Regions from separate parts of the Mus musculus genome. Here all the other regions are linked to region 1. Evidence: chromatin contacts called from public HiChIP or PLAC-seq and promoter capture Hi-C data. All regions are on one chromosome and are shown on one strand. Each heading gives the region's core, a stretch centred on a gene start, on an enhancer-like site or on the middle of the called end of the contact. The rest is flanking DNA. Distances are from core to core; before and after follow the strand shown.

What was found. Promoter capture Hi-C pulls out the DNA fragments that hold promoters and counts their contacts. HiChIP or PLAC-seq counts read pairs in DNA pulled down with a chosen protein or histone mark.
Region 2: an H3K27ac HiChIP or PLAC-seq map of trophoblast stem cells shows a contact between it and region 1, with 4 times the contacts expected there. The contact joins the enhancer-like site here to the promoter of Bdp1 in region 1. A contact is called at or near these places in 15 of 39 promoter capture datasets (the 3T3-L1 cell line, 3T3-L1-derived adipocytes, the C10 cell line and 9 more), 1 of 15 datasets of contacts at CTCF or cohesin (pro-B cells), 15 of 484 Hi-C or Micro-C datasets (the C10 cell line, the C3H10T1/2 cell line, adipose-derived mesenchymal stem cells and 7 more), 17 of 115 datasets of contacts at active chromatin or transcription factors (the 230-238 cell line, bone marrow-derived dendritic cells, bone marrow-derived macrophages and 9 more) and 4 of 9 other capture datasets (embryonic stem cells, liver, macrophages and 1 more).
Region 3: a promoter capture Hi-C map of hematopoietic stem and progenitor cells shows a contact between it and region 1. The contact joins the enhancer-like site here to the promoter of Bdp1 in region 1. A contact is called at or near these places in 17 of 39 promoter capture datasets (the 3T3-L1 cell line, 3T3-L1-derived adipocytes, the C10 cell line and 12 more), 1 of 15 datasets of contacts at CTCF or cohesin (pro-B cells), 9 of 484 Hi-C or Micro-C datasets (adipose-derived mesenchymal stem cells, cerebellar granule neurons, cerebellum and 6 more) and 18 of 115 datasets of contacts at active chromatin or transcription factors (the 230-238 cell line, astrocytes, bone marrow-derived dendritic cells and 13 more).

Annotation. Positions count from the first base shown.
Region 1 is chr13:100,102,664-100,105,363 of GRCm38.p6, forward strand. Bdp1 (B double prime 1, subunit of RNA polymerase III transcription initiation factor IIIB) reads right to left here and starts at 1,407. Exons shown (of 39, transcript NM_001081061.1): 1 at 964-1,407. The coding sequence starts at 1,175.
Region 2 is chr13:100,462,277-100,464,976 of GRCm38.p6, forward strand. It overlaps a transcript of Gtf2h2 not described here. Among named protein-coding and RNA genes, the nearest start is that of Naip1, 11 kb to the left of the region's middle. Within about 2 kb of position 1,410, at least 34 of the 459 cell types and tissues checked have an H3K27ac peak or open chromatin away from gene starts, as enhancers often do. A contact at or near this core is called in trophoblast stem cells, where this site is marked.
Region 3 is chr13:100,592,930-100,595,804 of GRCm38.p6, forward strand. No RefSeq gene overlaps it. Among named protein-coding and RNA genes, the nearest start is that of Gm24261, 10 kb to the right of the region's middle. Within about 2 kb of position 1,457, at least 120 of the 459 cell types and tissues checked have an H3K27ac peak or open chromatin away from gene starts, as enhancers often do. A contact at or near this core is called in bone marrow-derived dendritic cells, bone marrow-derived macrophages, cerebellar granule neurons and 9 more, where this site is marked.

The DNA of each region.
Region 1 (2,700 bases), core at 157-2,656:
CCCTGTCACTTAATGTGATTACTTACTGGCTTTTTCCTCTGTATATTATAAAACACTACAGTCACCATATTAACCCGTCACATATTTAATTTGTACCATCACCTTTCTCCACTGTTTTGTTTTTTGAGACGGGTTCTCACTATGGGGCTGACTGTCCTAAAGCAGGGTGGCCTCTGCCTCCCTATTGCTAGGACTAAAGTTGTGACACCATACTCGGTCTCATCACCTTTTTTTGAAAGTAATCAAATTTTTTTTTTTAGTAAATTTGGGGGAACTATTCTACCATGTGGCATGTAAGGCAGTTTATGTAATCCTATCTGATCTCACAATATTGTCCTAAAGGAGGTACTAACTTGACACCAGGAACAAATTTTCTCTGAGAACAACCTACTTAAACTTGCTAAGCTAAGTAGGAGCGTCCTAAATTCAAATGTGGTATTTGTCACTAAAGCCAGGCGTCTTGATTCAGGAAACGTAGTTACAATAAAGAAGTATGCACTCGAACCAAAATAAGTAACCTAAGCCTCTTCCCTTTGACTCAGGGGCAGGGCGTTTACCTAACACTCCATGAGGCCTTGGGTTCAACCGCATCACCGCGTGGAGGGAGGAAAAAAAATCAGCACTGGTGCTCTCCTTTCAAAAATAAATATCCACAAAATGAAAATCCCAAAGTGCTTTCAGTGTAAAGTACTCCAGGACAATTAATTAAATTTCCAAGTGATGGTGCGTCTACATTCTTGACTTCAAAATCCTTAAGCCTGGATTCCCATCTCTGTAAGATAAGGCAAGACACTGTCTCCTCGGGAATCTTAAGATCGTGACAGAGTCATAGTAGTCGCACCCTCAGATCACGGAATAAAACTACAACTAGAAGTGGTTTCATCCAGCTCAAATCAAAAGCTTGTTGCAGGAGAGGTGCTCCGTGGTAAAAATCCAACAGCTCAGCTTGATAGAAGACCTTACCTGCTCCCGGGAGCCTGTTCCTGGGGTTCTGCTCCCCCGGAATCCACTGCAGGCACATCTGTGGGCTCCGCTGGCTTCGGAGCTGACTCGGTGGCAGGCTCCGGAGGCCTGGGAGCCTCTGGTCCACGCTGGGGATTGGGAGCGGCGGAGCCCCTGGTCCCTACACCAGGCCTGACATTTGGCTTCACGCTAAGGCGTGCCCTGCGGAACATGGCGGAGCCAGGGGGCCGAGAGCGGCGGCTCCGCGGCCGCGCTCAGCCCAGAGCCCCGGCCGCTGCCCGCAGGCTGACACTCTCACCCTCCCACACGTCCACAACCACCAGTCCAGCGCTGGCTACCGCAGTTTTGCGCCCCCTCCGCCTCCTCCGCTCTCCCGCCACCGCCTCCTCTTCATGACCCTGCCACACTAAAAGCTAAGTTTCTCCTCCCCGCGTCCCGGCTCGCGAAAGGCGCCGGAAGCAATGCGTAATCATTCGGCGCCGACGATGACGTCAGACTCCGGGCGCCGGGAGCCATAGCAACTGCAACGCTCTGTAGCTTCGGTTACCTGTAAACCAGAGATTTTTTTTTTTTTTTTTTTTTTTGATTCGAAGACAGATATTCTTTCCTTTGTAAGACCTTGGGAGTTGTTGAAAAGAGAGAGCGGAAGCAGCTGAATCCTCCAGGTCAAACTTTTTTTTTTTTTTTTTTGGGGGGGGGGCCGTTTCGAGACAGGGTTTCTCTGTGTAGCCCTGGCTGTCCTGGAACTCACTCTGTCGACCAGGCTGGCCTCGAACTCAGAAATCTGCCTACCTCTGCCTCCCAAGTGCTGGGATTAAAAGCGTGCGCCACCCCTGCCTGCCCGGCTCAAACTTTTAATTTCTCGCCAGTGGTGCTAGGGTTTGAACCCAGGATCCCTCACAAACCCTGCATTCTCGGCATGCACACTGCCATGGAACGTCCATCCCCAACCTACTTAACTGAATCTTTTATGAACTATTAAGGAGTTTTCGAGAAGAGTCAAAGTGTGCAAGAATGCAGAGCATGGTGGTGCGTGCCTGCAATCCCAGCACTGGAGAAACCGAAATAAAGAGGTCACAAGTTCCGAGCCCTGGACTATCTGACAAGACTTACCTCAAAATTACAATAAGATAAAATAGTATGAGAGTAGTGCCTTAGCACCAGTGCATCCCCAGAGCATAGAACCTGTTTGTTTTAGGGTTTTTGAGACAGGGCCTCTTATAGCTAAGGCTGCCCTTCAACTCTTGATCCTCCTGCCTGCACGGGCTCAATGTTGAGATTACAGGTATGTATAGGCTACCATACCCTGCTAGGAAAAAAAAAAGTTTTAACTATGAGTATGGAGAGAGCGAGTTTGCGGGAGACTGAAAAGTTACAGGTAGTTATCAGACTCCTGATGCTGGTGCTGGGAACCAAAACTAGGACCTACTGGAAGAGCAGGAAATGGATCTACTGAGCCATCTGTCCAACCCCCAACCTCCGCCAAGAAATTTTTAATTGAGTAAAAAAAAAGGTTGAAATTCTGTGTGAGGAAATCGCAAAGAGAAGCCATGAAACACTTCACAGGACATCCACTATATGGGCTTTTGTACACTTTAAAATAAAAACTGTCAAAAATGATTATACTCCACATTTTGCACACGAATGTTGCAAAATTTATTGCTTCCAGAGATATCAACGGAGCAATAAATAAGACATTGTATGTTACAGAGGAGAAAATACAAAATAAATGAACAA
Region 2 (2,700 bases), core at 160-2,659, 360 kb after region 1:
CTTGAAACAGATCTCGTATACAGTAGCTCTAGTTGTCTTGAGACTTGCTATATAGACAGGCTAGCCTCAAACTAAGATATCGAACTGTCACTGTCTCTGTCTCTGCCTCTCCAATGTTGGGATTGAAGGAGTATGCCACCATACCCAGCTCATACTGTGTCTCTTTAAAGGGAAAGGGATGCTGAGGTCAAACAACTTACACAACTAAAAAGGATTACAACAGAACCTGAGAACTAGTAAAAAGAAGAGATGCTTTTTTGTCTGTTTTCTTTTTTTTTGAGACAGTCTCTCTAGATAGACGCTGGCTGTGCTGGAACTATGTAGACCAGGCCTGCCTTTGTTTCCCAAGTGTTAGGATTAAAGACATGTGTCACTACACTGTCATAGGACAAAATATGTCTTTGGGGAATAAATATGTAAATTTTGACATTTTAGAATTGTATCTTTCATTTCTTGTTTTGTTTTGGTTTTTTTGGCACAAGATCTTACCTTAACTCAAGATGACCCTGAACTGGAGGCAACTGCCTTGTCTCAGCTTTCCAAATGCTGTAATTGCAGGAGTTCACCATCTTACCTAGATCATCTTTTATTTATCTTTTCCCTACAGCACATGTGTGGATGCCAGAGGGCAACTTGCAGCAATCACTTTCCTCCTACCTTGTGAGCCCCAGAAACTGAACTCAGGTCACTGGGCCTAGTGGCATTTGCCTCTGAGCCCTTTCGTCAGCCATTATCCTTTTCTGGATGTTAGTAATTTGGTCTTCTATTTTATTGATCAATCTACTTCAAGATTTATAAATTCTGTTGATCTTTTATTTAGACTTAATGATTTGTACTAGTTCCCAGTATTTCTTTTGATTATATTATTTTTACTCACTTAAATATATAGCATATACTACATTTTGAATGTTACTATGATTAAAATTTAAAAAAAGAGAAATCTTAAATGGACCTTAAAGGAATGAAGAGCCAAGAAAGTGGTAAATACATTACATCTTAACAAACAGTAACTGATTAAAGCATATTAATGTCTTGTGTAACAGAAAAAGAATGAGATATATAATAATTATATTTGAGGAAGGAGTCAAATGAATGAAGGTTCTTTTGATCCTTTTACTGTCTGTGGGGGAGGAAGGGACATATTAACTTTGGTTGTCGTGCTGTATGATGATCAGAGGGAAGCTCCTGACGCCGCCTTCTCGATCCCCTTGAGCCCTGTCTTCTCAGAGCTGAGGCTTACCTTCTCTACTCCAGCACTGCTGCCCTGGCTCAGCTTCCTTTGCTGACAGGAGTCCAACCTGAAGTCACCAAGCCTACCTGTCCTGATTTGTCACTGTACCTTTCAGAGCTGTATACAATACCACACTATTAAAATGAGAACCAGGCATGTAGTTCAGATGGGAGAGTGCATGACTCACAAGTATACACCCTCGGGTTTCATTCCCAGCATCACATAAAACTAGGTGTGGTGGCTCACACCAGCAAGATGGCTCAGCAGATAAAGGAGTTTGCTGCCAAACCTGACACCCTGAGTTCCATGCCTGGACCTACATGGTGGAGGCTGAAACTGTTAGCTCTAAGTTGTCTTCTGACCTCCAACATGCAAGGGAAGGCAAGCATGCACCACCTCCACCTCCACACACGACAGACAGACAGACAGACAGACAGACAGACAGACAGATAGACTGACTATTTTTCTCTCCCTTCTCTAGGCTGCTCAGAGATGTTTCCTTGTGGCCCTCTTTATAACTGCACATTCCAAGAAGGCACATTTGCCAGGAAGTGCCTGCATCTACTCACAGCTTGAGGCCACCATGCTAACACACTGGACCACACAGTATTTCCCCTTGCATTTTCCCTGTTCTTCCTCAACACCAATCCCCAGGTGGCACCTCTCAAATGAAGTAACAATACTTTATCTTTGCCTTATGTTATTTTCTAGGGAACTCAAGTTTAGAAATTCCACTAAAGAATAAAAACAACATACAAGTTTCTAACTAATTAGGAAAAATTTAGAACGTTTAAAAATACAATTCAGAAGATGCAATGGTTTAAACCAATACCACAATGTATAGTTTGACTCCCCAAAGAATCAGTGGTTACATGTACACTTGAATATAAGGGTACTAAGTATATTTAATATTAATATGTACTACATATTAATTTAATTTATATACTAAGTGTAAATGGACTAAGTGCTTTAATTAAAAGATAAAAATTGTCAGACTAAATGACAAGAATATGAAGGGTTTAGGACTAATTCAGGATAGAATGCTTATCTAGCATACAGGAGACTGTTTAAACTACAGCACTCAAGGAAAAGAAAGGAAAATGTGCACATTTGACATGAGTCCCTAATACATGACCCCTTCCCCAAGAAAGTACACACTTAGTGAAAGAACACCAAAATAATATATTATGAAGTTACAAGAAGGAAATAGGAAATTAAAGACCCAAGTTTGATTACCATTCTCTCTCTCTCTGTGTCTCTCTTTGTGTGTGTCTCTGTCTATGTCTCTATCTGTCTCTGTCTCTCTCTGTCTCTGTCTCTCTCTGTGCTAGGGATGGACACTAGGCCCTTACACACACTAAACATGTGCTCTTATGCTGAGAAACACACCCAGCTTCTACTTCTGTAATCTTTAAACAAGACTTCTCTCAATGATTATGAAAAAGTAAATTCCCTTTGAAGCATTGCGA
Region 3 (2,875 bases), core at 207-2,706, 490 kb after region 1:
TTTCCTTTGTTCCTCTCGGGGAATGAATGAGTCTGCGCACTGCCTCTCTGCGCACTGCCTCTCTGCGCACCTCTCTGCGCATTGCCTCTCTGCGCATTGCTGACGCACTACGCAGGGCGGGGGCTCCGCATAGGGCGGACCTTGAAACCGACTGCCGGGAGGTTGAACAGTACGCTGACTTTCGCCAGCCGCTTTTGGCTTTTTTCTTGACCAATTAGCTGGCTGGTAATGGGCTGCTTCTTCCTCCCAGTCTGTTTCCTCAGAGGAGGATTCTTCACTTGCTTCAGAGCTACTAAGAGCTGGCTTCCTGAGCTCATCTAGTGACGAGTATCTCCTAGAGACCTCCGCTAATCGATCTTTCTTCTTTTCCCTTTTTCCTCTTTTTCTTCTAATCTCTCTCCAGGTATTCTTACCTGACCTAAACTTTTCCTCGGGTTCAAGACCCTTGGAAAGGCCTGTATACTTACCGTTTCTCCTTGCTCCTACTCTCTCTCCCCGCTTTACTTCTGATAGACTGTCCTGAATTTCCTCTAGAATTTTCAGCCCTATCTTAAGCACTATATAACATGTGAAAAGGAACAAAAGGGCTTCTAACACTAGAAAAAATTTAAGGCCAAACATAACTTGTAAAGCCATTTTCCACTTTACTTCTGATAGACTGTCTTGAATTTCCTTAGAAAGTTCAAGATCAGACTTACCTCGTTCCCCAGCTGAAAAGTTCTGAATTCATACAGTTGAATCCTTCTTAACAGTCTGCTTTACGGGAACCTTTATCACCGTCGTTCCCCAGCTGATGAGTTCTGAATTCGGCAGTTGAATCCTTCTCAACAGTCTGTGTTACGGGAACCTTTATAAACGTGATCCGTAGTTCTGGTTCTGAAATGAAGTATCCCTCCTGCGCCAGTCCGGAGTTTTTTCTCGTCCCGGAATTCGGCACCAATTGTTATTAGACGCGTTCTCACGACCGGCCAGGAAGAACACAACAACCAGAATCTTCTACGGCAAAGCTTTATTGCTTACATCTTTATCGGGCCAGAGTGTAAGAAGCAAGAGAGCGCAAGAAGCAAGAGAGAGAGAAAAACGAAACCCCTTCTATTTTAAAGAGAACAACCATTGCCTAGGGCGCATCACTCCCTGATTGGCTGCAGCCCATGGCCGAGCTGACGTTCACGGGAAAAACAGAGTACAAGTAGTCGTAAATACCCTTGGCTCATGCGCAGATTATTTGTTTACCAACTTAGAACACAGGATGTCAGCGCCATCTTGTGACGGCGAATGTGGGGGCGGCTTCCCACACTCACTGACAGCCATCTCTGTGTCACCTTCCTTCCTCATAAAGAAGAAACCGAATCTTTCTCCTGTTAATCAGACAATGTCTCCTGTTTCCCAGTCGCCTTTCTCCCTTTCCCCCTTTTATGCTGACTAATAATGTTGTGACTTCGGTCTTGGTGAATTGCTTCTGTGTATGTGAATAGCATTGTGGAGACAATAGGCCGAACCGGTCGGTACACACAACCTCCAGAGTCCACCCTTTATTAACAATGAACTATTCTTTGGCTCAAGAAAATTTCTTACCAGTAACATTACCAAGCCAAAACTCTACAACTACACGTCAGGGTGTTCAGGTTTACAAAAGGCCTCTTGTACCTTCTGTCATCTGTCACTGCTCAATCAGGTAGATCTGCTTTGAGGTCATGTGACTTCAGCCTAATCCCTTGTTCTATCATCTGGTATGAACATCAAAAGCTTTAGTATAATGAAATTACATTAAAATGAAATAAGTAAGCACAAAGACATTTGTTTCTGAAAAGAGACCTAATCTAGCTTTAGCCCAAAATAAAAGCAAATATTACACAAATCTAGGTTTTTGTATTTTAGTGTTTTGAGATGGTTGGAACCCACTCTGTAGACTGGGCTGGACTCAAACTCAAGAGATCCCCCTGCCTCTGCCTTCCAAGCTCTGGGATTAAAGGTGTTTGCCACTGCAGGCCAGCTTTTTATCTTTTTTTTTTTTTTTTTTCCTTGTTTGGTTATTTCAAGTCAGGTGTGTCTCTGTGTAGCCCTGTCTGTCCAGGAACTCACTCTGTAGACCAGTTTGGTCACAAACTCAGATCTGTCTGTGTCTGCCTCCTGAGTGCTGGGATTAAAGGTGTGCGTTACCACTGACCAGCCAGCTCTATATCTTTATTGTGTGTGTGTGTGTGTGTGTGTGTGTGTGTGTGTGTGAGAGAGAGAGAGAGAGAGAGAGAAAGAGAGAGAGAGAGAGAGAGAGAGAAAGAGAGAGAGAGAGAGAGAGAGAGAGAGAGAGAGAGAGAGAGAGAGAGAGAGAGAGAGAGAGAGACACTCCAACTGGTGGCCTGGGTCTTGCCAAGTGCACCAGGCTGGGATCTCCCTGTCTGTAAGTCTGAGCTGGAATGACCCAGTCGTCTGGGAACTCACCTTGAAGCACTTCCGAGGACTCTCTCCTGACCTGTTTTGTTGTTATTGATTTTAGCCCTCGTGGGCCTGTAACTTTCTAGGAGCCTCCTACCTCTGACTGGGTCTGGGATTCTACGTGCTGGGATCACAGGCATGCATTTCCATGCCTGGTTTGTCATTAAATTCTTTCCAACAGGAGACATCACATGAGTGCTGTGACCTACGGGTATTTATGACTTTCCAGTTCTTTTCAAGAAAGTATTTATTAGCCTGGTGGTATTTATCTGCCTGCCCACATGTTCACTGCCTGCCAAACCCCTTCCCAGGTCTCACTCCTCTCCCTTCCCCCAACAAACTTTATAGCAGATCTGTTACATGGCATACTCAGGGCACACCTTGGCATGGGCCTGCCAGGTACCCCCTCGCCCTTATATTTCATAACAGTGGGTACTGGGAA